Regions from separate parts of the Mus musculus genome. Here regions 2, 3, 4 and 5 are each linked to region 1. The links are chromatin contacts, called in public HiChIP or PLAC-seq and promoter capture Hi-C maps. All regions are on one chromosome and are shown on one strand. Each heading gives the region's core, a stretch centred on a gene start, on an enhancer-like site or on the middle of the called end of the contact. The rest is flanking DNA. Distances are from core to core; before and after follow the strand shown. Region 1 holds the start of 4930479H17Rik (a long non-coding RNA gene). Region 2 has its middle 11 kb from the start of Ffar3. Region 3 holds the start of Pmis2 (PMIS2 transmembrane protein). Region 4 holds the start of Etv2 (ets variant 2). Region 5 holds the start of Zfp82 (zinc finger protein 82).

Evidence for each region. Promoter capture Hi-C pulls out the DNA fragments that hold promoters and counts their contacts. HiChIP or PLAC-seq counts read pairs in DNA pulled down with a chosen protein or histone mark.
Region 2: an H3K27ac HiChIP or PLAC-seq map of embryonic stem cells shows a contact between it and region 1, with 2.1 times the contacts expected there. The contact joins the enhancer-like site here to the promoter of 4930479H17Rik in region 1. A contact is called at or near these places in 20 of 39 promoter capture datasets (the 3T3-L1 cell line, 3T3-L1-derived adipocytes, the HPC-7 cell line and 12 more) and 1 of 115 datasets of contacts at active chromatin or transcription factors (embryonic stem cells).
Region 3: a contact with region 1 is called in a promoter capture Hi-C map of embryonic stem cells. The contact joins the promoter of Pmis2 here to the promoter of 4930479H17Rik in region 1. A contact is called at or near these places in 19 of 39 promoter capture datasets (the 3T3-L1 cell line, 3T3-L1-derived adipocytes, the C10 cell line and 10 more), 1 of 484 Hi-C or Micro-C datasets (embryonic stem cells), 2 of 115 datasets of contacts at active chromatin or transcription factors (bone marrow-derived macrophages and embryonic stem cells) and 2 of 9 other capture datasets (adipose tissue and embryonic stem cells).
Region 4: a contact with region 1 is called in a promoter capture Hi-C map of trophoblast stem cells, with 4 times the contacts expected there. The contact joins the promoter of Etv2 here to the promoter of 4930479H17Rik in region 1. A contact is called at or near these places in 21 of 39 promoter capture datasets (the 3T3-L1 cell line, the C10 cell line, the HPC-7 cell line and 12 more), 1 of 484 Hi-C or Micro-C datasets (hematopoietic stem and progenitor cells), 1 of 115 datasets of contacts at active chromatin or transcription factors (embryonic stem cells) and 1 of 9 other capture datasets (pancreatic islet).
Region 5: an HNF4G HiChIP or PLAC-seq map of pancreatic cancer cells shows a contact between it and region 1. The contact joins the promoter of Zfp82 here to the promoter of 4930479H17Rik in region 1. A contact is called at or near these places in 1 of 39 promoter capture datasets (liver) and 1 of 115 datasets of contacts at active chromatin or transcription factors (pancreatic cancer cells).

Annotation. Positions count from the first base shown.
Region 1 is chr7:30,351,840-30,357,455 of GRCm38.p6, reverse strand. 4930479H17Rik (a long non-coding RNA gene) reads left to right here and starts at 3,510. Exons shown (of 3, transcript XR_881936.2): 1 at 3,510-4,205. Lrfn3 (leucine rich repeat and fibronectin type III domain containing 3) reads left to right here. Exons shown (of 3, transcript NM_175478.2): 3 at 1,353-1,942. The coding sequence ends at 1,818. Gm25259 (a small nuclear RNA gene) reads left to right here and starts at 532; the gene lies at 532-724.
Region 2 is chr7:30,842,857-30,848,472 of GRCm38.p6, reverse strand. No RefSeq gene overlaps it. Among named protein-coding and RNA genes, the nearest start is that of Ffar3, 11 kb to the left of the region's middle. Within about 2 kb of position 3,507, at least 28 of the 459 cell types and tissues checked have an H3K27ac peak or open chromatin away from gene starts, as enhancers often do. A contact at or near this core is called in embryonic stem cells, where this site is marked.
Region 3 is chr7:30,669,249-30,674,864 of GRCm38.p6, reverse strand. It overlaps Pmis2 (PMIS2 transmembrane protein), which reads left to right and starts at 3,260. Exons shown (of 2, transcript NR_027849.1): 1 at 3,260-3,365; 2 at 3,685-4,143.
Region 4 is chr7:30,632,659-30,638,274 of GRCm38.p6, reverse strand. Etv2 (ets variant 2) reads left to right here and starts at 2,423. Exons shown (of 6, transcript NM_007959.2): 1 at 2,423-2,514; 2 at 2,614-2,700; 3 at 2,908-2,967; 4 at 3,186-3,662; 5 at 4,174-4,286; 6 at 4,441-4,659. The coding sequence starts at 2,445. The coding sequence ends at 4,641.
Region 5 is chr7:30,069,866-30,075,481 of GRCm38.p6, reverse strand. Zfp82 (zinc finger protein 82) reads left to right here and starts at 2,659. Exons shown (of 7, transcript NM_177889.5): 1 at 2,659-2,701; 2 at 3,343-3,453; 3 at 5,334-5,497.

The sequences.
Region 1 (5,616 bases), core at 2,261-4,760:
ACACACACACACACACACACACACACCTGCACACAGACATGCAGGCACATGCATGCACACGCATACTTGCACACACATGTGCACACAGGTACCACATACACAAAGGAAAGGCTAATCAGGAAGCGGGAAATGGAGCTAAAAGAGAATGAAGAGATGAACCTGGAAAGTAGTAAGGCCAAAGAGGGAAGAGAATCTGAGATGGAGATTCTCAAGGGCTCGCCGGAAAGACTATAAAGTCGGTGATGGTAACAAGGTACTGGGGCTGCAGGGAAATTCACTGGCAAGCTGGAAGCAAAGCAGGCAACAGAGGTACAGGGGAAGCAGTGGTTAGGGTAGAGGGGTACAGCTGCCACATACTAGGGAAATGCACAGGAGCTGGACAAGGGAAATTAGAGCTGAAAAGAAGTCAGGCAGCGGGGTGTGGGGTGCGCGGCTGTAACATCAGCGCTTGGAGTTGCAGAGAGGATCATGAGGAGTTCAAGGCTAGCCTTGGCTAAGCTCCGTGAGACCCTGTCTTGAAAAAAATAAGCAATCACTTCCCTACCTTGTGGCTCAGATCAAGTGTAGTATCTGCTCCTACCAGGTTAGTATCTGATATGTCCTCTGTCCGAGGACAATATATTAAATGGATTTTTTGGGGAGCTGGGAGATGGAGCAGCAGCTTGCTGTGTCCAAGATACTCCTTGATTTGGTGTTGCAGTAGTCCAGGAATGGTGCCCCCACCTCAAGGGCAGAAAGCAAATATAAAAAGCAAAATAGGAGTCACAGGGAGATAGTCTAGCAAAAAGATGGCTGGAGGATAGAGGGAGGGGGCCATTGGTCAGGTGTAGTGTTAAAACGGTTCTATTTCCAGCACTCTGGAGGCTGAGGCGGGACCTTCACAAGATATGAACCAGCCTTGGCTACATAGCAAGACTCCGGGAGGCAGGGGGCAGGAATCAGACAGGGTTAGCATAAAGCAGAGCTTTGCTGGTGAGGCTAAGGACTTAGCTGAACAGGGCGGGAGGCAAGGTGCCAAAAAGGGTCTTGAAGGATGTTAGGGGCTCTTTAACAGGCCTAGGGAATAAATCTCTGAAAGAGGAATGGAATATCTTAGGCTTCAGAGAAATAGGGTGTGGGATCCACAGGTGCTCAAAATTGGGACCTTAGGTGGGAGACTGAAGTTGGCTAGCCCACTGGACCGTCATGCTAAGTGTTAGCTAAGCAAAATAAGTCAGGGTGCTGGTTAGATGGACCTGGGTTGCAATGGGGCAGCTGTACTGCAGGGAACTTAGCTGGAGGGAGGCACAGGGCAGATAGATCTTGGGTATTGGGTGACCACAGTCCTGACCCCATCTATCACCCTCCCTCAGGATGATCCCAGCGGACAGTCGCTCCTTCCTGCTGACCGATCTGGCGTCAGGCCGTACCTATGATCTATGTGTGCTCGCAGTCTATGAGGACAGCGCCACCGGGCTAACGGCCACGCGGCCAGTGGGCTGCGCTCGGTTCTCCACGGAGCCCGCACTTCGGCCTTGTGCTGCACCGCACGCACCCTTCCTGGGCGGCACCATGATCATAGCGCTGGGAGGTGTCATCGTCGCTTCTGTTCTGGTCTTCATCTTCGTGCTGCTTCTACGTTACAAGGTGCACGGAGGCCAGCCGCCCGGCAAGGCCAAGGCTACGGCACCTGTCAGCAGCGTTTGCTCCCAGACCAACGGAGCGCTCGGGCCCGTGCCCAGTGCGCCTGCCCCTGAGCCTGCTGCACCCAGGGCCCATACTGTGGTCCAATTGGACTGTGAGCCCTGGGGGCCCAGTCACGAACCTGCAGGACCCTAGCCAAGGGCCCACCTCTATGGTTCCTCTGGTCCCAGGGACACCCCTCGGGACCTGGCCTCAGACTCACCAAATTGCTCACGGTTTTTAAAACTCTGATGGGGAGGGTGTCGGGGGCACCGGGGCACAACAAGAAAGTCCTATTTTTCTAAGCTCGGGCTGTTCCTTTGCCCTTGTCTGTCTGTGGGGACTGAGGGGTGCTGCGGAGGGTATGGGGGCGGGGGTTGAGGAACATCCCCTGAGGAAGGCACTTCCTGTCATTCAGCTTGGGGTCTCTGCAGAGGAGTTGAGGATAGTCATCTATAGTCATCCATATAAGCACTGGACGTTCTAGGGACCGAGCTGTGCTGTGGCTTGTGCTGGGGACTCTGACCCAAGCTGCCTTGCCCTCAGTCCAGTGGGAAACATGTCTTGAGATAGCCATACTCCAGAATACAGAGTTGAGGGATGCCCAGGGGGTTGTGTGCCCCCCCCACCACCGAAGAGGAACCTGAAGTATAGTTCAGGGAAGGCTTCCTGGAAGAGGAGGGATGTAATCTAAGTAGCATATCTGAAGGAGAGCATTGGGCAAAGAGCAGAAGGGAAGGCTCCAGGTGGAGGGCATAACATGAACAAAGGCTGGGTATTACCAGGCATTGGGTTGCTGCGGTACTGGTGAGGTGGGAGGGGCCAGCATCTGAGTGAGGTGCTCATGATGGCTAGCCACGGAGGATTTCATGCCTGGGGGCCGAGTGGGGGAGGTTGTGGGTGGGTTTCTAGTGCTTCTTGAGGGAGGTGAACCAGAGGCAAGGAATCCGTGGGAAGCCAATGTAGGGGTGAGGGTGGGTCAGGACCAACTTCAACCAGGGAAACATTGGAAGAGAAGAGTGGATGACACAGCCATTCAGGAAAGTGAGCAGATGGATCACAGTGCTCAGAGACCATGAGGGAGGGGCTTATCTAGAGTGATGCTCTGGGCTCTGGCCAGGGGAAAGTCCTCCAGGCTGCCCTGGCTGAGGACGAGGGAGCAGGGGCACAGCAGAGATGCTCTGTGGTCAGGGTGGGACTCTGCAGATGAGGGACCAGGGGAGGGCGAGTGGGGAGGGGAGATGGAGACGTTGGAGCCAAGGATAGAAAGCAGGGCTTAGCAGACAGAGTATCCCACCCCTATCATCCTCACACCTCAGGAGACAGAGGCAGGAGACCAGTAGTTCAAAAGCTGACACTTCAGCATGAGACCCATCCCCCCCCCAAAAAAAACCCAAAAGAATCTGGGAGCAGTCGCAAGATTGAACCATCTACTGGGGTTTCAGTCTTTAAGGTAGAAACGGAAAGCTTTTGGCAGCTGCACATGGAGGTGAAGGTGAAAAATGTCCCAAGAGACTGGTGTGTTTGCTAGGGGAAAGGTTACAGTGGGGGGTTGGGGGGTGGAGAGTCAGTGCCACATTGAACCAATCTAGCAGATATGAGTGTGGACAGGGACTGAGCCCTGGTTCAGCGTGAGTCAGAGCACTTGGCCTCATGTCTTTCCTGAGCTGGTCCCCACTGTGTCACTGCCCGGGGCCCCCTCACACAAGTGTCCTGGAAGTTTATAGGATCAGACACTGGGCATGGAAAAGGCCAGGCCTCATTAGAGGTGCAGGAATGGGGTCAACAGCAAGAATAGCACCCCCCCCATGCAAGTAGCTTCTCTGATGGCAGCAGGGGGGGGGCGGAGCAGGGGGGGGGGACGGGGAAGGGCCTGTCAGTCACCTGAGGTAAGATGATGTTAGGATCAGGGTGAAGACAGGCTAAGAGTAAACTGGAATTCTCTCGGTTTGGTACAAAGAATGTTCTGGTGAGATGACAGAACCTATTTTTCATGGTGGAACTTGAGACCTTCAAAATGCCCACCATTAACCATGGAGATGAGGCACTCAGCTCCCCAGTCCTGCAGCATCCCGAGGTCCTTTGTCATTTTGTTACTCTCGAGTAGCTAAGATCATGTGAGGCTATCAACAAATCACAGCATAAGCCTTGGGCCATGGGAGTTAGCAAGTGGGAAGGCTGGCTCAGTGCCACCTAGGAAATACCCACTCCCACCTTAAGGGGGAGCCAGAGTGCACCGTTCATAAACCTGTTGTTAAAATTTGAACTGTGTGCTAGGTCATGGGGCAGATTCGGGTACAAGTCCTGCCCTGCCCTGCCCTGCCCTGCCCTGCCCTGCCCTGCCCTGCCCTGCCCTGCCCTGCCCTGCCCTGCCCTGCCCTGCCCTGGCAGCATTTGTGACACGCACAAATGTTAAATAGGGATGTGTAGGCAGCAGAGGTGGATTTGACTCCAGCTGAGGAGTTAAGTCCCAAGCCGAGGCTGGAGGTAATTAGCAAGCAGTGGGAACAGTGTTCAGTGGACATGGAACGGCATATGATAAGGTATGCATTGTGAGAAAAAGGGAGAGGGAGGGAAGCCAGAGGTGAGATGGAGTGAGGGAAGGGAATTGTCATAATATCAGGCAGGAAGCGGGCGATGTAAAAGCCCTGTAAATTCACCAGAGGAGGGAGGATTCCATTCTAACTGACATGAGAAACCACTGAAGGTTCCTTCTGTCTTGTTTTCTTTGAGTTGGGGTTCTCACAACATTAGCCCCAGTTTGGATTCATTGTCTAGCTCAGGTTTCCTGACCTCACTCATGACCCTTCTGCCTGGGCCTCCTGAGCCCAAGGATCACAGGCGTGCACCGTCACTCCTGGCCACTGGAGGATCCCGGGCTATGAGGATCTTCCCGGATCTCAAGGAAGCTCCCATGGCAGATTTTGTGTGTGTGGAGGGCCAAGGGGAAGCACGGGGAAACTGAGGAGGAAGACACTGCAACAGTTCTGGCAGAAGGCTGTCTTAGACCAGGCTAGACCTGAGCTGACATCAATGACAGCAGCAGGCTCCTCCTTTCCTACCCCGAAGAGGACAGTGTGAACTACTAGCAGCTGGTCCAGAAGAGAGGGAAGGAAGGTTGTAGAAAGTAGGGGAAGAGGGGGAGGCCCGGGTCTCCAATCCCAGGATCCATCCCATAGAGCTGATTTGTCTGTAGGAAGAAGTGACCTTTGGCAAGCCAAGTACAAGGCAGCCAGCAGATAGAGGCCAAAAGAGGCTGAGGCTGTTGAGGTGGATCCAGGCCCAGTACACGGGGCTAGAATGGAGATGCACACCCAGTACCAGCCTACGACAGGTGTGGAGGCATGTGAATGGAGAATGATAGTGGTGATAGCAAAGTCCCCTGGAACTTCACAAGACACCCAGACTGCCCCGCACCCCTGTGCACAAACAAACACCGCCGGCATCTAGGATTTCAAGTTAAATAGCCTTGCCCAGCCGAAGCCACCCGCTCCCTGAGGTCAGGATATGATGTCTACTGCCCATCGCCTCTCTAGTCAAAGCAATCTGGCCACCAAACCTAGGCTGCTGAGGCACTGTCTCCTGGTGACTGCTGTCTGGGTTCTGTACTGTCCTCGAACCATACTGCCTAGCCACAGCTCTTGGGGTGACTGGAGCTGGTGTGAGCCCATAACATCAGGAGATTCCCATGATCCTCTGGCAGGCCTTCCTTGAGGCCAAGCTTCTGCGGCCCTTCCCATGGGCTCCTAGGTGGGAGAACCTGATGAGGTGGAGTGTGGGGACTCCTCAAAGACAGCGGGTCTCCCCTGGATAGTGCGACCCAGTGATCCATGCTGAGGATCATCAGCAAAGTCTGGACCCCGCATGCCTGGAGGGGTGTCGGTGCTTGGCACTGTCCTGGCCTTAGTGAGGTTAGAGTGTTGGGGACATGGGATGACAAACAGCCCAGGTCTC
Region 2 (5,616 bases), core at 2,258-4,757, 490 kb before region 1:
TGTGTGTATTTGTTTGTGTATGCCCATACATATGCACGTGAATGTCAGAAGTTGACATCTGGTATCTTCCTGCCTGAAAATCTGAATTTGTTCCCAGAACTCACACGGGAGGGAAGAACTAACTAAGTTGTCCTTTGATCTCCACACACACACAGACTCCCCACCTCACCCAAATAAACAAGTAGATAAATATCTCAAAACTAAAGTTAAAATCTTCTGTCTTGTTTGACTTTTGAATTTTGGTCTTGTGTATCCTGCAGGCTGGCTTCAATCTCAGCCTGTAGCAGAGAATGACCTTGAATGCCTGACTCATTCCTTCCCTTCACCTTCTGAGGGCTGGGGTCCAGCAGACCACACCCAGGAACAAAACTTCCTACGGTGCTTCGTGCTCATACCCGACCCTGTGCATCTTGCAGATTTGGAGCGTTGTTTTATTGTAATGGTCGACAGTGTACCATCTGCTCATTTTGGAGGAGTGTGTGTGGTGCGTATGTGGAGGCCCATGCTGGTGGGAATAAGCTCTCTCCCTGACCATGTGGGTCCCTGGGGGTTGAACCCAAGCGACCAAGCCCTGCAGCAAGCAGCTTCACCTGCTGACAGCCATCCCACAGGCCCCTTATTCTGAACCAGAATCTTGCTATATAGCCTGGACCGATGCCAAACTCATCAAGGTCCCCCCCACCCCCCCGCAACATCCTAACCCCTAACCCCCAACCTCCCAGGGGCTGGAGTTGTAGGCTTGAGGCATCAAACAGGTAGTTGTGTCTTTATTGCCTCAAAAAGCCACATGGAGGGACTGACCTTGACAATGGAGCTTATGTGAGTCACTCTGTGGTGTCCACAGGCCCCTGGAATCCACTAACTCGGTTTCTCGGAACACGTTCTCATTGTTAAGTGGGGCAAGGAACATGCTGACTTTTCAAAAGTGTTCTTGTGTCTGTTCTCAGGTCAAAGTCTCTGCTCACCCTGCAGAGCTTCTCTGAGGACTGTATCTCTACTCACGGAGATGGCTATAGAAGACACACACCTGTGTGAGTGTGTGTGTGTGTGTGTGTGTGTGTGTGTGTGTGTGTGTGTGTGTGTGTGTGTGTTGAGACAGAATCTCACTGTGTGGCCCAGCCCAGGCAAGTCTCAAATTCACAATAATTACTTCAGTACCATAAGTGTACATACCAGATTTTCTTTCCTTTCTTTTCCTTTCCTTTTCTTTCTTTCTTCCTTTCTTCCTTCCTTCCTTCCTTTCTTTCTTTCTTTCTTTCTTTCTTTCCTTCTCTTTCTCTCTCTCTCTCTTGTAAAAACCTTTATGTGTAAGGTTTTGCCTGCATGTATGTTTGTGCACTCACTTGCATGCCAGGTGCCCAGGGAGGCCATAGGATCTCCTGGAACTGGAGTTGCAGACAGTTGTTAAGTCACCATATGGTTGCTTAATCCCTGAGCCATCTCTCTAGTCCCCAGCTTTAGTTTCTTAAGGATATGCTAATTGTACAAAGGAATTGGTCCCCCCCCCCATATTCAAACCTATACACAGAGTGTTTTCTGTCTTATCTCTCCCCTTTTAAGATCTCCAGATAAGAGAGAAAACACACAGCATTTGTATTTCCTGCAAATGATAAGCACACAGTCTCCACAATGCTTTGGGTCTGGCAGTTTGACCCCTGAGTGACCCTCTGTGGAGAGGTAGTGTTGTCTTCCTTGCCCAACCTCAAATGTCCCTTCTCTTTGATGTGATCTCACCTTGCATTGTGACTGGGATTTACTTCTGTGTACTCATTTGTGTGTTGTGACTCTTCTCACTGAATGAGGAAGCTTACAGCTGCCAATCCCAGAGGTGCTTTCTTTACCACCATGGCCCTCCCTTGCTACCAGGACCATTGCTAGTTTTACTGTTTCGAGACACAGCCTCACAATGTAGTACACAGGTACTCTCTCTCTCTCTCTGTGCGTGTGTGTGTGTGTGTGTGTGTGTGTGTGTGTGTGTACACATAGAGATCAGAGGACAATCTAAGATCCTTTTAACCTCTGAGCCATCTCTTTGAATGAAAAAAACGAAGAGATGAAAAAGGAAGAACATTGGGGGGGGGAGGGTATGGGGGACTTTTGGGATAACATTGGAAATGTAATTGAAGAAAATACGTAATAAAAAAAATAAAATAAATAAAATAAGGCGCACACCTTTAATCCCAGCACTCGGGAGGCAGAGGCAGGTGGATTTCTGAGTTCGAGGCCAGCCTGGTCTACAAAGTGAGTTCCAGGACAGCCAGGGCTACACAGAAAAATCCTGTCTCGAAAAACCAAATAAATAAATAAATAAAATAAAATAAAATAAAAAAGGAAGAACAGGGCTACACAGAAAAATCCTGTCTCGAAAAACCAAATAAATAAATAAATAAATAAATCAAAATAAAATAAAATAAAATAAAATAAAATAAAATAAAATAAAAAAGGAAGAACATGCCTGCTCCTAGGTGTGGTAGAGGAGAAAGTTTATTGTGGATATGAGGGAGAGTGTAGCCAGAGGCAGGGGCATCTGAGAGAGTCCAGAGTGGATATGACCCTTTGCCAGGTGAGAAAAGGAGGTAAGAGAGTGGAGCCAAGAGACCAGGAGGGTAAAAGGTAGACCAAAAAGGGCAGATAACCAAAATGGCTGGATTATACCAGAAAAGGGAAGGGTAGCCCAGTCCCTGGGCTGGAGAAGTTTAGGTGGGGCCAGTGTAGTCAGCCACACCCTATAAGAGGTAGGGACTGACCAGGGGATGCTGGGAGAACCTGGCGGCCAGGTCAACTTTTTTTTTTTGTTTTGTTTTGTTTTGTTTTGTTTTTTCAAGACAGGGTTTCTCTGTATAGCCCTGGCTGTCCTGGCACTCACTTTTGGACCAGGCTGGCCTTGAACTCAGAAATCCACCTGCCTCTGCCTCCCGAGCGCTGGGATTAAAGGCGAGCGTCACCACGCCCGGCTCAGGTCAACTTTTATATGCTAACCAGACACCTCAGCCACTTGTCCCAGGTTTGAGACCCCCATATTCTCCAACTAGAAATGCTGCATGAATTTAAAATATTGATCTTTCTGCGGCAGAATCAGCCCCTCCCTTTCCACATGGTTTGAGAAGCCCCTGCAACCCTGCTGACAAGAGAAAATCTTGTATAGTAAGCAGCTTTTAAACTTGATACTTAAAAGTAACTGCCAGTGTCAGGACTCTCTAGAGAACCAGGAGCATTTACACATGCTCCCTGGCATGCGTGCAAAGGTTATCAGGGGCAAACCAGAAAGAGCTGGAGTTGCAGGTGACAGCGCAATGCCTTCTGTTGGTGAAGTCCTTGGAGGAGGCCAGCCTTTTGTCTTCTTTAGGCCTTTAACTGACTGCATGAGAGACACTGCAACACACCACCTCTTAAGTGTAAATCTTATTCTAAAATATCCTCATGGAAACGCCAGGGATACAGCCAGGCATGATAGCCCAGACAAGCCGACCCATAAATCCATTACTCTTCATTATTCTAATTCTAATCTCCCAGAGAAAGACAGAGGTGGGGAGCTGGGTTATAGCAGGGTGGTAGAGAGCTACTGGCTTTCACGGGAGGCCTGGGTCTGATTTGCAGCTAATATTAGCCCCAGGAGGAAGCATTTGCATAATGTATGGGAGTCATTTGCAATTCCTCCTGTAATTGCCTTTCCTTATTTGACTTGCAAGGGTTTGGTGAAGATCGTCTGTGTGGGAAGACTGGGATCTTTCAGTGTGCTGATGATCCCCTGCCTAGGCTGATAGTTTTCCTGAAACTCTGGAAGCCCAGCGTTCCCTGGGCCTTTCTTCTTTCCATACATCTCATACTATTGGAGTTTGTTGTTGTTCCCTGAGTTGCTTTTGGCTTTTGGGAAACCAAACCAGGAGCCTCGTTGTCCTACTTTGTTACTAAGTTTCCACGCCTTATAAGAATGAGTTTCTGTTTCCTCAGCCTGGTGAATCCTGCAAACCACATTTCTCAACCTATGCTGAACTTGTGACCCCAGGATGTACGTCTACCCCTTACCTTGCTTAACCTGGCATATTTGACTACCCTTTTATCTTACGAGAATATGTCTTCCTAGATACATTGTTGCCTCCCTTTCACTCCATGCATTTCCTACACTTACCCGCCCCACAGGGAGCCTTGAGCTCTGGGTCCCCCACTCTTCTGTCCAATTACCTCAACAGATGGTTTCTATCATCCCTAACCCTTAACCATAAAGAGACCTCAAAAGCCAGTGAGGGGCTGCCCTCTGAAACTTCTACTTGGGGAGAGGCAGCCGGCTGGCCAGTTCTTAATACAGCTTGTTTTAACCAGACAGTCATGGAAATAGTTTTTTCCCCTCAGGTCTAACAGTTTAACAGTTCGTGCGCTCTCTCTCCCTCTCCCTCTCCCTCTCTCTCTATAATCTCATTTTTTAGTACAGGCTGGCCTTGAAATCAGAGATCTGAGAACCTCTGTCTCCCCAGTAATGAGATCAAAGGCATGCAGCACCATACTGCGACGTATGTATGTTTGTTTGTTTGTTTTAGACACAGTCTCTAATAAATTAGTCTCTGCAGGTGAAATGAGCCAGCTCAGGTCAGATTAGAGTATATAAAGACAGGTTTATGGGGATGGGGGGGGGTCACTCTCAGGTGGGTTCATTGATCCTAAGGAACAAGGCCAGGGAAGTCACCTTGGGGAGGAAGGCACAGGGGAGGGAAAGAGAAAGAAAGAGTGAGCCTGTGCACATAGGGAGAGAGAAAAAACTGGGAGAGACCAAAATGTTTAGATTACATAGGAAAGAGCCTCTGAGGGAGGGGACGCCTGGCTCCTGGGCTGGACAGGTCAGAGTAGAGGGCAGTGTGTGCCAGCCATACCCTGTGCCAAAGATTGCCTTGAATCTGATCCTCCTGTCGCTACATCTTAAATGCTGGGGTGACAGGTGTGAACTCATGCTTGGTTATTATTATTATTACTATTACTATTATTATTATTATTATTATTATTATTATTATTATTAGTCGTCAGAGTTTTAAACAGGTTTTTGTTTGTTTGATTGATTGGTTGGTTTTGGTTTTTCTCTGTGTAGCCCAGGCTGCCCTGGAACTCACTCTGTAGACCAGGCTGGCCTCAAACTCAGAAATCTGCCTGCCTCTGCCTCCCAAGTGCTGGGATTAAAGACATGCACCACCACTGCCGGGCTCAGATTTTTTGGTTTTTTTTTTTTTGTTTTTTGTTTTTTAAGATGTATTTTTAATTATGGGAAATGGGGGTTGTGTTCATAGGTACAGTGCTCACAGAGACTAGAGGCATCAGGTCCAGTGACATCTTAGGGCTGTCTTCTTAAGGAGGTGGCTGAGCCTGTGAGTGAGCCAGCCTTCCTTCACTGTCCTGATTTGCCTCAGTGATGGACTGTGATCTACAAGCTGAAACAAACTTGTCCTCCCCTAATAAGATGCTTCAGGTCAGAGTGTTTACCATAGCAACAGAAACACTGACCAAGTTAGACTAGACAGTGAGGCAGAGAGAGAGAAAGAAAGTTGCTTGAAAACACAGGGGTCTGGGAGGTTAGCTGAAATAAGGGTTACATCACTGAGCATGGCAGCACCTCCTTCCCAGGCAACAGAG
Region 3 (5,616 bases), core at 2,011-4,510, 320 kb before region 1:
AGCAGTCAGGAACATTTGTTACTCTTGCAAAGGACTCAAGTTCAATTCCCCAGCACCTATATACCAAGTGACTCACAACTGTCTGTAACTCCAGATCTAGGGAATCCAATGCCCCCTTCTGGCTTTTGTGGACACCTTCACAAACACACACACACACACACACACACACACACACAGACAGACACACACACTAAATCTTTTAAGCGATCCATGATGGCCCAAATCTTTAATCCCAACACTCAAGAGATAGAGGCAGGCCAGCTGGGTCTACATAGCAAGTTTCAGGCCACCCAGGGCTACATAGTGAGAACCCATCTCAAAAATTAAAAATGCTTGTTTAAAGGACTACAGATGGAAGTGGGTGGGTTGGAGAGCAGGGGGAAGGGGATAGGGGATTTTTAGAGGGGGAACTAGGAAAGGGGATAACATTTGAAATGTAAAGAAAGAAAATATCTAATAAAAAAAGAAAAAATAAAGGGCTACAGATATAGCTCAGTGCTAGAGTGCTTGCCTGAAAAAGATGAGCCTCTGCATGCATGTGTGTACATGTGTGTACACGTGTGCCCTACTCAGCTGAACCCCAGTGGTATTATATGAGTGTCCACTGATGGTTATCACATGAATCGCTAATTACCACGTTGCTTGAAAAATATGATTCATTTTCCACCAGAGCACAACAATCTCCATAAGCTTACTTACCGACTTGCAGGTCTATGTGCCAGCTTTCCGGTCAGGATCTCCTATGGTTAAAATAAGGTGTTCCCTCTGCTAAATTCTCATTCAACATTCAGGCCGTCTTCCAAATGAATATGGTCATGGCTGATTTCAGAAGCCTGCTGTTCCTGATGGCTAGCTAAAGGTTTGTATCCCTTACTATGTAACTCCTTATAGCTTCAAGTCCTAAACAAGCAGCTTTCTTTTGCATCCAGTCCACAAGTCTCTTTGGTCAATAAGACCAAGGTCCTTTAAGAACTCACTTTATTATTTTAGCCTCACAACCATATTCTTTCCAACACAAGGTCAACTAACTGGTGATCCCCCCCCCCCCCAAAGACAGGGTTTCTCTATGTAGCCCTGGCTGTCCTGGAACTCACTCTGTAGACCAGACTGGCCTGGAACTCAGAAATCTGCCTGCCTCTGCCTCCCAAGTGCTGGGATTAAAGGTGTGCACCACCACCACCACCCGGCTCTGACTGGCAATCTCAATGGCATCTGCAGAGTTCCTTCATAGTTTCAGTAACTGACTGAATAACTAGCAAGAAGTATATTCGTGAGGTGCCGCAGACCCTCTTGGGCCCCTTGTCTGCGTTGAACGGGTCTCTGGGTGCAGATGGGCAAGGAGTCGGCGAATGACAGACAGATGCACACAGGAGATTGTGTAGAATCTGAATGTATTGTCACAAAGTGAGTACCAGTCTTATATAATACAGAAAATAAAGGGGGTAGAAAGTCACAGCAGGCAAAGTACATTGAAGTTGCCTGACACAAAACAAAGGAATGACTTCAAAAGGACTTACAGGAACCAGGTAAATGTTCACAGTAAAGATAAAGCAGTCCTGCCTAGGGTCAGCTTAGTGACAGGTAAAGATTTCACACCCTAGTCACAATTATTGCTACCTCTTTGAGCCTTGTGAAAGCTAGCACCAGGGGGTTCTGCTCTAGCAGACCTTCTCATGAACAATGCAATACCACAACCCCCCCCCCCCATTTCCTAGGCCCTGATAAATTCCTGTATGAGTGTAACTTTTAAGTATCTGTGGAGAATCTCCATTTGTCAGAAGAATTCACCAACTTACTTCTAATATGCATTGTAGCCTGCTATACCTGGCTGTAGTGAAGATCCCTGTCTCAGTGGGATTCCCTAACTTTTACATGGTAAACCCACGGATTAGCTAGGCCATTGTGTTTGGGTGAGACTGGCTACTGCCTCAAGTAAACACTCTGCAGACCAGCCCTGAGCTATTATGGCTAGGTTCTTTGTAATGCCTAATTAGTTTCACTGTCTCTACTAGAAGTAAATCTGAATGTTACTGAATAGGTAACCTCACTGGATTCCTACTGAATTCCCAGTTTGTCGGCTTTAAGGTCTTTCTGGGACATTGGAACACTGGCGAAGGCTTAGCTATGTCAGAATTCAATCTTTAAAGGCACTTATAATAAGACAATAGTAAAAGAGAGCACGTGGATCCATACACCACACTAACGCGGGGATAGGGTATGAATATACGGATTATGAGAACGCCAAAGTTCCAGGAGGTGAGTTTCCTTGAAACTCTTTGCCTCATGAGTGCTCCCAGGCTTCTCGGCCTGCCAAGCAAACTTCACTGGAGTGTGCGTAGCAGTGAGGCAGCAGGAACCTGGGGCAATCTGAAGAGTACACCCTGATGACTTCCTATGCCATTTGTATTTTTATAAACAGTTCTGGGGGACTAAAACCATTGAGCTATATCTACATTTAAGTGGCATTCCACTTTAAGGCAGTTCTTACATACATACATACATATATACATACATACATACATACAATTTTTCTTCCAGATATATAGGGAGTATGTCTGCAATCCTTATACTTCAGAAGGCAGAAAAGAGAGGGTCAAGAGATCAAACTCATTCTTGGCTGTCAAGTGAATTCCAGGCCAGCCTGGGCTATATGAAATCCTTTCTCAAATGCTGGGATTATAAGTGGCCACAGCTCACTCGGTTCTATCTATCTATCAATCTATCTATCTGTCTATCTATCTATCTATCTATCTATCTATCTATCTATCTATCTATCTATCTATCTACCACTTATCTTTCTTTCTACAGGTAAGATTTTGCTATTGAGACCTGGCAGGCATTATTTTGAGACAGGGCATCACTATGTAGTCCCAGAACTGGCTGTGTAGACCAAGTTGGCACTGCATTTACAGAGATTGGGAGATCTGCCTCAGTCTCTCAAGTGCTGTGATTAAAGATGGTCGCCACAATGCCTGGCTAAATCTAGCTTTCTCACAGGTTTATCTACCTACTCTTCTGAGGCCTTCCTTCTCCTATCCCTTGGTACTCGGCAGAAGAAAGAGGCAAGAGGCAGACTTTCCCACAATCAATCCCTGTGAGGGTACAAGAACAAAGTTGTCACAGCACCACACTTCCTTGGCACCAACTGTCTAAAAACAGCGCGACCACGCCCACCTCTTGAGAGTAGCCAATCAGGACTGGAGATGTCCTTACAGCCATTGTGAAGAATGTCCTTTGACTGCGCAGCTCTTAGGATTCTGGGTAGGGCCCGGGGAAGTTCGGTGGATCTGGGTCTCTATTTTCAAGACACCAGGATCTGTCATTGAGTGAAAAGATCATGGATACAGACGAACAAGGAGCCCCAGGTAGGAAGCCACTAGACCGTCCACAGACTCCAGATGAACTGAAATTTTACGCTCGGAATTATGTCATGCTGGCTCTCTTGGCGATGATTCTTTTCCTACCCTTTGGGATATTAGCCATATACTTCAGCATCCAGGTAAAAGTATCCCCGCCCCACCCCCCGCCCGCCTCCACTGCTCATCCTATCCTCTGCTTGCCACCTGCAACTGTTTGTGTCCTAGGTCTTGGGTCGGGCTCTTCCCACAGTGGCTATAGGGCTCCAACCCTCCTTCCAAGAGCTTCTTGTCTCAGAAACCCATACTCATGCTCCTACCCTTACAGACCAACGAAGCCAATAAATGCAGCAACTGGGAAGACGCCTACCGGAACTCATCTCGAACTATGTGGTTTAATATGTTGGCCATAGTAGCCTTTGTAGGCATCATTTATATACTTGTCCTAGTCCTATGAAAGCTACACATCAGCATCTACGGGCTCCTCCCCCAACAGACATGCTCACTTAGACTTTGACCAGCCATCAAGAAGAAACTCAGAGCTTCAGAAATGCCCTTGCCAAGAAACCCACCAACCAAAAAACTCAACATCCAAAAAACGGCCCCAGGCAGGCCACCTGACTACACTCCACCAGTTCATTCTCATTTGTCTTCCACGGCTGTCTAAAAGCATCTTGGAAGTCCACATCTCAAGTTCTAAATCTGCATAAGCCACTGAGCTGCTCTTTCATGAAAAAAAAAAAAATCACATTTCTGAGCCCAATAAAATTGAAGGGAATATCCCGGCTTTGCCTGTGTCTGGGTGTAGATGTTTCTCTGGATCAATAATAGTTTCACTGGAGCTATGTTGGCTTAGACCCTGTGAAAGTCAGACTGCAATAATGGTGCCAGGCTCTGTGGCACACATTTATAATCCCAGAATTTGGGAAGCAGAGACACTTACAAACACACACACATATTTTTTAAAATTGCACGTCTTTGATTTCCTGAACCTGTTTTTGTTGTAAAGTATACATAATAATTCATAATAAGATGGGAGTGTGTTTAGGAATCTGAATGTGTGTTTACTCTACATGACTTCCCTCTCAAGCTGAGGTGCTGGGCTTTTGGTGTCTCAGAGCAGGAAAAAAACAAAAAGCAAAAAACCAGAAACCTTGGCCACGTGTGCTGTCACATGACTTTAATCTCAGCACTCAGGAGGCAGAGGCAGGATGGATTTATGAGTTTTAGACCAGCCAGAGATAGTGAGTTTCAGGACTGCCAGGGCTGTGTAATAGAAAAACCCTATCTTGGGCTAGCAAGATGGCTCAGCGGTTAAGAGCACTGACTGCTCTTCTGAAGGTCCTGAGTTCAAATCCCAGCAACCACATGGTGGCTCACAACCACCCATAATGAGATCTGACGCCCTCTTGTGGTGCATCTGAAATCAACTGCAGTGTACTTAAGTATAATAAAGAAATCTTTGGGCCGGAGCAAGCATGGACTGAGAGAGCGGGGTTGACCAGAGTGAGCAGAGGTCCTAAAAATTCAATTCCCTTCAACATGAAGGCTCGCAACCATCTGTACAGCAATAGTGTACTCACATACATGAAATAAATAAATCTTAAAAAAAAAAAAAAAAGGTTCTTTGGAGCAACTCCCTTCTGTGTTTGGCAGTTCAGTTCACAGGTCGGCAGCAGCAGCTCCATCCACTTGCAAACACTTCACAGATACACTAGCAGTCCAGTTCAGTAGAGTCTGGATAGCAAACGAGAATCAGTAGAGGTGGCACTACCTAGCAGAGACAGCCAGGCCTTGAACCCTCTGGCTGCACAAGTATAAGTTTGGATCAGCAAACCCATGTAAAAGCCAGGGATTGTGGCCTGTCTGTATCCCAGGAGGAAGGCACAGATCCTGGGAACTCACTGGGCTAGTTTAGTTGGCAAGCTCCGGGTTCTGTGAGCTTTGTCTAAAAAAAAAAAAAAAAAAACCTAAGTTGGCCGACAGTAGAGGCAAATACCTACTGATGACCTCTTACCTCCAAACACTCACAGGCTAGCACAGGCACACACCCACTAACACAGATGAAGTTGCTGTTAACTACCAAAAGGTGGCAGTGTTGCTCACCTACTTGTCAAATCACAGCTGTCTTGTTTTCTTGTCCAGGGTTCCATAGCTGACTCAAGTTTCCCTCTTTTGCTTCATTCTTCATAGTACCACAATTGGTTTCTCTGAGTAGCCCTGTCTGTTCTGGAATTTGCTCTGTAGACCAGGCTGGCCT
Region 4 (5,616 bases), core at 1,174-3,673, 280 kb before region 1:
TGGTTCACTGGGTAGCCACACATTTTGGCCCCAATCCCATTGACAGGAGTTTGATCCCTAGGATCTATGTGGTGGGAGAAGAGGCTAAGAGCCTCTAACAATGTACACACACACACACACACACACACACACACACACACACACACACCCACACTACAAACCAATATTAGGCAAGGTGGCACATGCCTTTAATCCTAGCACTCAGGAGGCAGATGGAAGCAAATGTCTGTGAGTTTGAGGCCAGCTGGGGCAACATAGTGAGACCCTGTTCTGAAAAAAGGGAAAGAGAGAGAAAGAGAGAGAGAGAGAGAGAGAGAGAGAGAGAGAGAGAGAGGGAGAGAGAGAGAGAGAGAGAGAGAGAGAGAAAGCGGGCTCCACGGCTAAAGGTGCTTTCCACACAAGTCTGACGACCTGAGTTCAATCCCCATGTGAAGGTAGAAAGAGAGAACGGCCTGCACAAAGTTGTTTTCTGACTTCGACATGCACATCCTCGCACACACACAACAACAATAGTAAAGTTAAGGGTAGTGGTATAGCTAAATGGTAGAGCACTTGCCAGAACAAATAAAAGAAAAATACTTGTATTTATTACCTTTAAATAGGGTCTCACTTTGTAAGCCCTGCTAGCCTGGAACTTACTATGTACACCAGACTGGCATTGAAATCCCAGAGATCTGCCTTCCTCTGCCTACTTAGTGCCGGAGTTAAAGGCATACACTACCATGTCTGGAAATAAAAATGCTTTTAATATTGAGTACGTACTCATTTATAGTAAGTATTTTTTGTTGGATTGGTGTGATTCTGGGTTTTTGTTTTGTTTTGTTTTGTTTTGTTTGAGACAGGGTTCCTCTTTATAGCCCTGGTTGTCCTGGAACTCACTCTGTGCTGACCTCTAACTCAGAGATCCACCTACCTCTGCCTCCCAGTTACTGGGATTAAAGGTGTATGCTAGCACTGTCCAGCCAGTAAGTAAATTTTTAGTATTAAAATGGCCTCAAATATATTTTCATATTAATATTTACTTATTAATATTTACTAAGCAAGTACTTAGAAAAAATGAACACAGCATTGTCTGAGGCCAAGTTACTGAAGCCAAGGTTCGACAAGACTTAGCAAATTAAAACAAAACAAAGAACCAAAATAACAGGATGCCTAGTTACTAAGTTTTAGTTTAACAAGCAAATACTTTTTGGTGTCGCTATATCCCAAATATTGTTTGCATACTTTTGCACATTATGCATGTGATTCTTTTCTGAATCAGTTGAAGTAAGCTTCAAACAAAACTCTTCATTTCTAAATGACTCCATTTTCTAACCTATCACTGCACACATAAAATTATTTCATGCAATAACTCACATTCAGTTCATACTCGAAATTCTCCAATGGTTCGGGACTGCTATAGCCCAGAAAGCCCAGACAGAAAAAGAAATGGGAGAAAACATGCCTCAATTTCCCCCTCCATAAATTCCCCCCTTATGAAGATTAAATGAAGGCCCGTTGTCACGACTTCTCGGACCCAGAAGACCCTCATTTAACGTCAGTGGTTACTATTATTATCGTCCATAACGATGTTATTTTGATTATGGTTGCCATTATTCGGTAGTAGCTCCAGGACACCCTCCCTGTGCCTGGTAAGGGATTCGGGGTTGGATTCTCCTCCACCCCACCCTGATCTGGCTGTCTGTCACCCTGCCGATTGTGACGTAGGCTGATGCTAGGGAAAGGGGGCATCTGGCCGGAAATCCCTCTTCCTGTTGCAGATAAGCCCAGAGCTGCCCAGCTGACCCCAGACCCTCCTCCCCCACCACTTTTCATGTCACACCACCAAATCCTCAAGATGGGGAACCTGTCCAAGCCCCTCACCCCATCCCCACTACCCCGTAAGCACCCCTTAGACCTCAGCACCCCCATTCCTGCCCTGCCCCTGCTCCCCAAGTTCTTTTCCAAGCCCAATTCGTCCCCGAAAAGGGACCGTTCCAGGGACCCGTGCGCATCCCTAAAGCAGGGGGTGCAGCTTGACCACGCCCCCATCCCTGCAACTTGACCCAGGCTGCGACCCCCAGCTCTGACGTCTCGGAAAATTCCCCCTCCCCTATCAGGCCCCCCGGGAAGGGTGCATGGTATGAAATGGGGCTGAAACCCCCCTGGCTAGGAGAGAAGGAACCTGCCAGAGGTGAGCCACGAACTGGGGACTGAATGCCTGGGTGTCTGAACTAGGAAGGACAGGGGAACACCAAGATGCAGGGAACCTGGATTTAAGCGTCTAAGAGAGGGTGAAGGAACTGGAAACCAATATTCCTTTTCCTGGGGAAGGAGGTTGCAGACGTCTACTCTGGGTCTGAGGGAAACAAGGGTTGCAGATTCTTGGGTCCCTAAATGTCACCATCTTGTCCATTACCCTTAGAACTTTCCTTTCTCAACCAGAACCGTCAGAACAAGCATCCATGGACCTGTGGAACTGGGATGAGGCGTCACTGCAGGAAGTGCCTCCTGGGGACAAGCTGACAGGACTGGGTAAGCTGCTGTGGCTTGGGACAAAGTGTATGCAAGGCTCCAAGGATGCGGGCCCCTTGACACCTAGCCGGGACTTAACATCCTTGTTGCCTGCAGAAGGAGCGGAATTTGGTTTCTATTTCCCTGAAGTGGCTCTACAAGAGGACACACCGATCACACCAATGAACGTAGAAGGCTGCTGGAAAGGTGGTTGCTGGGCTTGAACCCCTGTGTGCTGGGGGGGAGGGAGGGGGAGGAATGGGAGATCCTGGGCTTTTTAGAAGGAGCGAGGGTGCTGAGCGGGAAGGAAGTAACATGTTTGGAATCGAAATTGAAGGAGGTGTGAGTGGATGGCTGAGGTCCCTAAGTCATTGCCCACATCTTTCCTAAACTCAGCTCTCTTGTCCAACATAGGGTTCCCAGAGCTGGACTGGAACCCCGCTTTACCTCACGAAGACGTACCTTTCCAGGCGGGTGAGTGGTAGAAAATGGAGATGGAAAGAGAGGAACTAGGGTCCTGACACACTAGAGCTGAGTTCAGACCCCCTAGTATACAAGAGGACCAGAACTAAGACTGGGGACAGCTACATTTTCAAGGCCATATGAGGCGCCAAAACTCCCCTAAAATTCCCAAGGGTGCGGGAGACCAGGACTCCTGGGCTTCCCTTGTTTAAGGTCTGTCTTCCTCGCAGAGCCCGTTGCTCACCCCCTTCCGTGGTCGCGAGACTGGACAGACCTGGGATGCAACACCTCGGACCCGTGGAGCTGTGCTTCACAGACGCCAGGCCCTGCCCCTCCTGGCACGAGCCCCTCCCCCTTCGTCGGCTTTGAAGGGGCGACCGGCCAGAATCCTGCCACCTCGGCAGGAGGGGTCCCCTCGTGGTCGCACCCTCCAGCTGCCTGGAGCACTACCAGCTGGGACTGTTCTGTGGGCCCCAGTGGCGCCACCTACTGGGACAATGGCCTGGGCGGGGAAGCGCATGAGGACTATAAAATGTCATGGGGCGGGTCTGCCGGTTCGGACTACACCACCACGTGGAATACTGGGCTGCAGGACTGCAGCATCCCTTTCGAGGGGCACCAGAGTCCAGCATTCACCACGCCCTCCAAATCGAACAAGCAGTCTGATAGAGCCACATTGACTCGCTACTCCAAAACTAACCACCGAGGTAAGAGGCTGCAAACTGCAGAAGAGGTAAAGCAAAACGGATTAGGACTGGGCCTGGATACCTTGGGGGAGGGGTCTGGGTAACTAAAGGAGGAGGGATCCGGGAAACAGGCAACTAGAGGACAGGGGTTTTGTATCAGAAGAGGGAACGGGTGAGAGGACGGAACTGACTTTCTAGGGACCAACATTTTAAAAGGCCCCTAGGTTATGTGAGAGGAAAGAAGAGCATTCGGACTCCTGGGTCTTCGAGGTGGGGAGGCTAATGTGGCTCAAGCTGTCAGGAGTTCCTGAAACTGGTTCTTGGGTCTCTACTATGGAGGGATCCAAACTCACAGACTCCCGATGAGGAACAGAGCTGGACTCCTGGGTCCTAAATCGCGAGAACCTGAACCTTTTGGCCTTCAAAGTGAAGGCTCCCCGACTCTTAGGTTCGTCGCAGTGTTTTGGGTCTGAGAAGCCTGGCGTTCACCTCTCTCTCTCTCTCTCTCTCTCTCTCTCTCTCTCTCTGTCAGGTCCCATTCAGCTGTGGCAATTCCTCCTGGAGCTGCTCCACGACGGGGCTCGCAGCAGCTGCATCCGCTGGACGGGCAATAGCCGCGAGTTCCAGCTGTGCGACCCCAAAGAGGTGAGACAGCTCCCCTTGCTGGGCAAGCCCAACTTACCTAGTTCCCAGCCCCGCCTCCACCCACTCACAACCCCCCACGCCCATCAGGACTGAGACCCGCCCCGCCCATAGCAGCTAAGACCCTGGTCCCTCTAACCTCAAGATTGTTTCCTAGGTGGCCCGGCTGTGGGGCGAGCGCAAGAGGAAGCCGGGAATGAATTATGAGAAACTGAGTCGAGGTCTACGTTATTATTACCGCCGCGACATCGTGCTCAAGAGTGGTGGGCGCAAGTACACATACCGCTTCGGGGGACGTGTGCCTGTCCTCGCCTATCAGGATGATATGGGGCATCTGCCAGGTGCAGAAGGCCAATAAAACAAAAAACAAAAACAACCCTGTCGAACCTGCGTGTCTGGTGTCTGTTTCTTTTTCACTGATACCTACTCGACCTGTCAAGGGAGCCTAAATGTGCACCCCGACATTTCATGCTCCAGCCATATTGAGGTATCCGGACCCCTGTCTGTTTTTGATCGAGTGTTTCCCTCCCGTGGTCCCTAGACTGAACGTCATAGCTCCTTAGTCCTTAGTTTCAAGACGACCATCAAGGCCATTTCACTATGAGTGATGATGCAGGTCACTAATTTCACAGCATTCAGGAGACTGAGGCAAGAGAATCGTAAAATTAGGGGCTCCAGACCTACCAGAACTACAAACTAGTCCTTAGTTCTAAGAGGACCCAGGAGGGAGGACCAGACCCGCCCCCTTCCAATAGGAACCTGTAAACTACAAAGCCCTTGCTCCCTCCCTGCCAGTTTTCCCCAGCCCTTCCTTGCCTTAGGAATCTAGGTCCCACCACTTCCCACTGCCTTTGCTCTCTCTGCATCTTCTGCACCTCTCACCTTGGTTAGTTTGAGGTAAGTAGTCTGTAGGGTTTATTGTGTGCCAGTAGGAACTTTTTAAAGAAATTGGACTTCTTTAAAGATTTGTATATTTTATACATGTGACTACACAGTCACTGTCATCCCTCTTTTCAGACACACCAGTAGAGGGCATCAGATCCCATTACAGATGGTTGTGAGCCACCATTGTGGTTGCAGGGAATTGAACTCAGGACCACTGGAAGAGGTCCAGTGCTCTTAAGTGCTAAGCCATCTCTCCAGCCCCAAAACTGACAATAGTTTATCCTCTGAAATTTATCTAAGAGTTTAATCCCTGAAGTTTTATGTTAAATATATTAAGAGCATAGAAAGTGAATCTGTGGCAGAGATGGTGGCCTGTTTGGAAATAATTAGATGATTAAGAAGAAGTCCCCATGGTTGCATTCTGATGTTTTATAACTAGAGCTAGAGA
Region 5 (5,616 bases), core at 1,410-3,909, 280 kb after region 1:
TGCCTGTAGTCAGCTTGATTACAAAAATTCTTATGTGTATGAGTGTTTTGCCTGTATGCATGCATGCATGCATGTGTGCACCATTGTATTCGTGTTTATGTGCACACTGATGGTTTTGAGCCACCATGTGGGTGTTAGGAATGGCTCGGGTCCTCTGGAAGTACATACAGTAAATGCTAACGATTGAGCCATTTCTTCCATCCCAGGCCCCACCCCTTTCTTTTTCTTAAATTTAGGATGTTTCTTCTGACTTCAGGTAAACTGTCTGAAAATGCCCCATTCTCCCAGCCCCAGCCCCAGCCTCCCAGAGGACGTGCCTTGTGATTCTGAGTCTCAAGTTGACAATCAGGTCACGGTGACACATGGGAGACACGAGTCCAGCCTGGTCTACTTAGAAAGTTCCAGGACAGCCAGGACTACTTCACAGAGAAACCTTGCCTGGAAAAAACAAAACAACAAAATGTAGCAATCCCAGGACTCTTGCCTTGACACTGTGTGACTGATAAATCACTCTAGGAGCCTCCTGGTGGGCCTTGTTTCTTTCAGATATTCTTTTTCATGATACATGCTAAAATATGTGCCCCTGATGGACATTGTTCCTAGGCATATCTATACCATGTTTTGGACATTTTATGTGTATGAGTGTCTTCGTGAGTGAGTGAGTGTGTGTGTGTGTGTGTGTGTGTGTGTGTGTGTGTGTACCTCTGACTTTTAAGAGCATCGAATCACCAGGAGCTGGGGTTATACGTGTTTATAAGCTGCCATATGGGTGCTGAGGAATGAACTTGTGTTTTCTGTAAAAGCAACTGGTATTCCTAACCAGTGAGCCATCTCCTAAGCCCCATCTGTATGTATGTATCTATCTATTTATTTGATTTTTGGAGGGACAGGGTCTCTCTACATTACCTCAGTTATCTTGGAACTCATCATGTAGACCAGGCTGGCCTCATACACAAGAGAGATCCCTCTGCCTCTCCTCCCAGCGTGAGTGCTGAGATTAAAGGTATGTGCTGCCATGTCCAGCTCCACATTTGATTTCTTTGTTTGTTTTGTTGTTTGTTTGTTTGTTTGTTTCGAGACAGGGTTTCTCTGTATAGCCCTGGCTGTCCTGGAACTCACTTTGTAGACAAGGCTGGCCTCGAACTCAGAAATCGGCCTGCCTCTGCCTCCCACGTGCTGGGATTAAAGGTGTGCGCCACCATGCCCGGCCACATTTGATTATTTTAAGTTTTAGTTTGTACAGCATCCCTGGTGTAGAGGTCACAGGGGAAATTGGTTCTCTCCTTCTCCCATGTGGTTCCCAGAGAATGCACAGCAAACTCCACTGCGCCATCTCTCTGGCTTGAAAGTTATTAATTTTAAAACTAGAAATAAAACAGGTGTGTTTTCTCATGGAAGATTTAAACATAAATAAGACAACAACACCTTTTGACCTTATTTTCCCCAAGAGTAATCATAATCAGTAGTTTATTTCATGAGATGGCAAGTTCTGCCTGAGATCAGTTTTTTTTTTTTTTTAAGAATTATTTATTTATCTATTTATTTTAAAGATTTATTTATTTTTATTGTATATAAGTACACTGAGCTGTCTTCAGACACTCCAGAAGAGGGAGTCGATCATTACAGATGGTTGTGAGCCACCATGTGGTTGCTGGGATTTGAACTTCGGACCTTCGGAAGAGCAGTCGGGTGCTCTTACCCACTGAGCCATCTCACCAGCCCCCGAGTTTTTTTTTTTTTTTTTTTTAATTAATCATGTTTATGTGCTATATAGCATGTTCCATGTGGGAGTGATTCTACCACCTGACTCATTGTTTTATCAGGGTAGGGCTGTGCCTTCGTTAGTCACTGCTTAGTATTCATTGTTATCCCTATTTACTGAAAGGCTTAACTTTCCACAAGCTGTAGCATTAGAGAATATAATTATAGATGATCAATTAATCAGAAATTTAACCATCACGTTTACTTTATATACTTGAGACCAGGTCTTATATAGCCCTGGCTGGCTTGGAACTCACTATGTAACTCAGGCTGGCCTCAAACTTTTGAGTGATTCTTCTGCCTTCAAAGTGATAAGAATATAGGCACATACCAGCTCAACCATTTTATTATTTATTTTCTGGCAATTTAAAAATATAGGAACGAAAGGTATTTAAGTTGATGATCCAGCACTTTAATCCCAGCATTTGGAAGGCAGAGGCAGGAGGATTTCTGAGTTCAAGGCCAGCCTCGTCTACTGAGTGAGTTCCAGGACAACCAGGACTACACAGAGAAACCCTGTCTCTCCAAAAAAAAAAAAAAAATCCTGGTTAAGAAAGAAGAAAATCTTAAGAACCTGGGTAAAAGCAAACTACATGATAGGAATGTCCTTTAAAATCTTATTCTAAGACGTAGTCATTTGCAGTCACCTCCACAACAAACATGACTATATCAAATGCACAAATCTCCAAACGAAAATCCGATTTTCCTCAAATACTTAATCAGAGTTGAGGTTCTGCTCCTCTCCCTGTCCTGGTCCCAAACGGAGCACACAGTGAGTGTGGCGCATGCGCACGCGGTGCGTGCGGCTGTCCCTCCCAGCAGTCCCCGCGCAACGCCCTGTAGGCTCTCGGGGGTCTGGAGATGCAGCCACTGTCACCTCAGCGCGTGGGGCGGGGCAACTGAGCCGAGCCTGGGTCCCAGTTCCGTGAACTTAGTGAAGGTGCTGCAGGGAGCAGGGGGTAAGGGCGGGGACAGGGAGGCCCCGCGCCCCTCATACTGGGTCCGCGCCTCGGCTTGCTGCGTGGGGACCACAGTGGCGAGCTGTGCCTGCTGGGCGTGGCAGGGCGTCGGGGTGGCAGCCACCGCGACTGAGTGCGGCCCGGAAGCCACGGCGTGATGGCATTTGTGCGAGTGAATGGGGTGCAGAGCGGTTGTGTGAGCGAGGTTGCCGAGGTCCTGGTGTGTGTGATTCTGGCCCCAGGCTCGGCTGCGGTGTAGCCACATCAGTCCCAAAGAGGAATGGTTCCCCAGCCATTCACCTGAGCAACACACAAGACTCCCAGTAAACAAAGCAAAGAGCTCCGGGTCTTGAGAGGGGTCTGAAAGATGGTCCCCGATCCCCAACACACACACCCTTGGCTGGTTCCCTGGGGTTACCCCCAACACGCCACACGTGCTCAGATACAGTCACTCGCTGGACAGGCTGTGTGCGATCCACCTAGGGAGCTATTGTAAACTTCCTGGCCATCTGCCGCCCTGGCCTTTCTTAGGTACCAGGGCAGGACAGCTGAACTCGCTCCCGGGTGTGAGTGATGGGTGGTGGTGACCGATTGGTTGTGTCTTGTGCTTTGATTTAACTAGGCTGGACAAGGCTCCGAGAAAAGTTTGGACGTTAACATTCGCTCCTACTCCAGCCTGCCTTTAAGTGCTCACAGGAAGGGGAGGGATAAATCGCTGTTGCCTGTTTAAAAGGTAAGGTCAGGGGGGGTCAATCTTACCTCTTGGATCTGTGAAAGGCACTTTAATTTTTTAGTGGATCAGAACATTTGTTATTTTTAAATGTCTGGTTCTTAGAAACAGAGCCTGACTCCTTACACCACCCAGTGCCTGTACGTACATACGTATCCGCTTTTCAGTGTTTTTTTTTTTGGGGGGGGGGGACAGGACGACAACCCTCCCTCCAAGGAGATCGGGCTTTATTTTTATAGCTGGGTTTTATTTTTAATACTATGCTGTAGAGCTCTTAGAACAGTTGCTGATATTCATAAATACCAAATGCTTAGTAAACAGCAGCTGTTTGTTAATGTGGTGATTAGGGGTGATTCCAACACCAAGGGAGTGGTGTGTATGGGTATCTACTTAATTGTGATGTACATTTATTTTTAAGATTTATTTTTGTAAAAAAAAAAAGGGGGGGGCTGGAAAGATGGCTCAGCGGTTAAGAACACTCTTCCAGAGGTCCTGAGTTCAATTCCCAGCCACCACATGGTGGCTCACAACCATCTGTAATGGGATCTAATGCCTTCTTCTGGTGTGTCTGAAGACAGCTATAGTGCACTCACATACATAAAAAAGTCTTTAAAAAAAATCCGTTTATCCTTCCAGCCTCTGCTCCCAAAATGACAACTCTGGGACTAATTATGTATTATTAAATGCCTTGCTTCAAGACTAGCTTGTAGTTTATTTAACCCATTCAAACTATTCTATGTCTACTAATTGGTTAGTTTACCTTTCCTCAGTGTCGACCTGCTTCTTCTTTAATGTCTCTCCCAGTGTCTCTCTCAGAGCCTCTCTCTGTGCCACCTTTTATTCTCTCACTATTTCCCTGAATCCTCTCTTCCTCCTAGTGTCCCACATCCTTTCCTTTCCTTTTAGATTTATTTATTGGGCTGGAGAGATGGCTCAGTGCTTAAGAGCACTGGCTGCTCTCCCAGAGGTCCTGAGTTCAATTCCCAGCACCCACATGGTGGCTTACAACCATCTGTAATGGGATCCGACATCCTCTTCTGGTGTGTCTGAAGACATCTACAGTGAGATGTGGTGCACTCTTCTAGCCTGCAGGCATACATTCAGGTGGAACACTGTATATATAATAAATAAATCTTTAAAAGAATATTTATTTAATGTATGTGAATGCTCTGTCTGACTATACACCTATGTGCCAGAAGACGGCATGAGATTGCTTTGCAGATCGTGAGCCACCCCCCTCCCTTCCTATTTTTATAAAGGATTCTCTGTACATCTTTTATCATTTATTTACTTACATGTATGTACATGTAAGTTCTGGTGCCCAGAGACCAGAGGCAGGGATGGGATCCTCCTGGACTGAAGTTTAGCGTAGTTATGAGCCACTTTCAGATAGGTGCTGGGAATTGAACTGGGATCCTCTATAAGAGCACTATACACTCGTTTTTGTTTGTTTTGTTATTTTTTTAAAGATTTATTTATTTTATGTATGTAAGAACAGTTGCTGTGTTCAGACACACCAGAAAAGGGTATCAGATCCCGTTACAGATGTTTGTGAGCCCTCATGTACTTACTGGGAATTGAACCCAGGACCTCTGGAAGAGCAGTAAGTGCTCTTAACAGCTGAGCCATCTCTCCAGCCCCCTTGTTTTATTTTTTTGATACAGTTTCTCTGTGTAGCCCTGGCTGTCCTGGAATTCACTTTGTAGACCAGACTATCCTGCTCTATAATTCTATCTCAGAGATCCATCTGCCCCTGCCTCCTGAGTGCTGGCTTAGAGGTGTATGCCACCACCTCCTGGCTGCCATATATACTCTTAACTGTTGAGCCATTTCTTTAGTCCTCATTCCCAGGTTTTATTTTTGGTTTGCTTGTTTTTGTTAAGGAATGATGGCCAGGTAAATGGCTCAGTGGGTGGAGGAGCTTGCTGTCCAGCCTGAGAGCTTGAGTTTGATCCAGCGACTCCTGCGAGTTTTCCTCCTATTTCCACATGTGTGCTGTGGCATCTGTGTAGCCACACACCACATTCATATACACGCAATAATACAGGTAAGTACCGAGTGACAGTCCAACGTGTAGTTACCTGAATTTGTAACTTAGCAGTATGAAGCAAACACAGTTCTATCTTGACACTTAAAGATATGTGTCACGAGCTGGAGAGATGACTC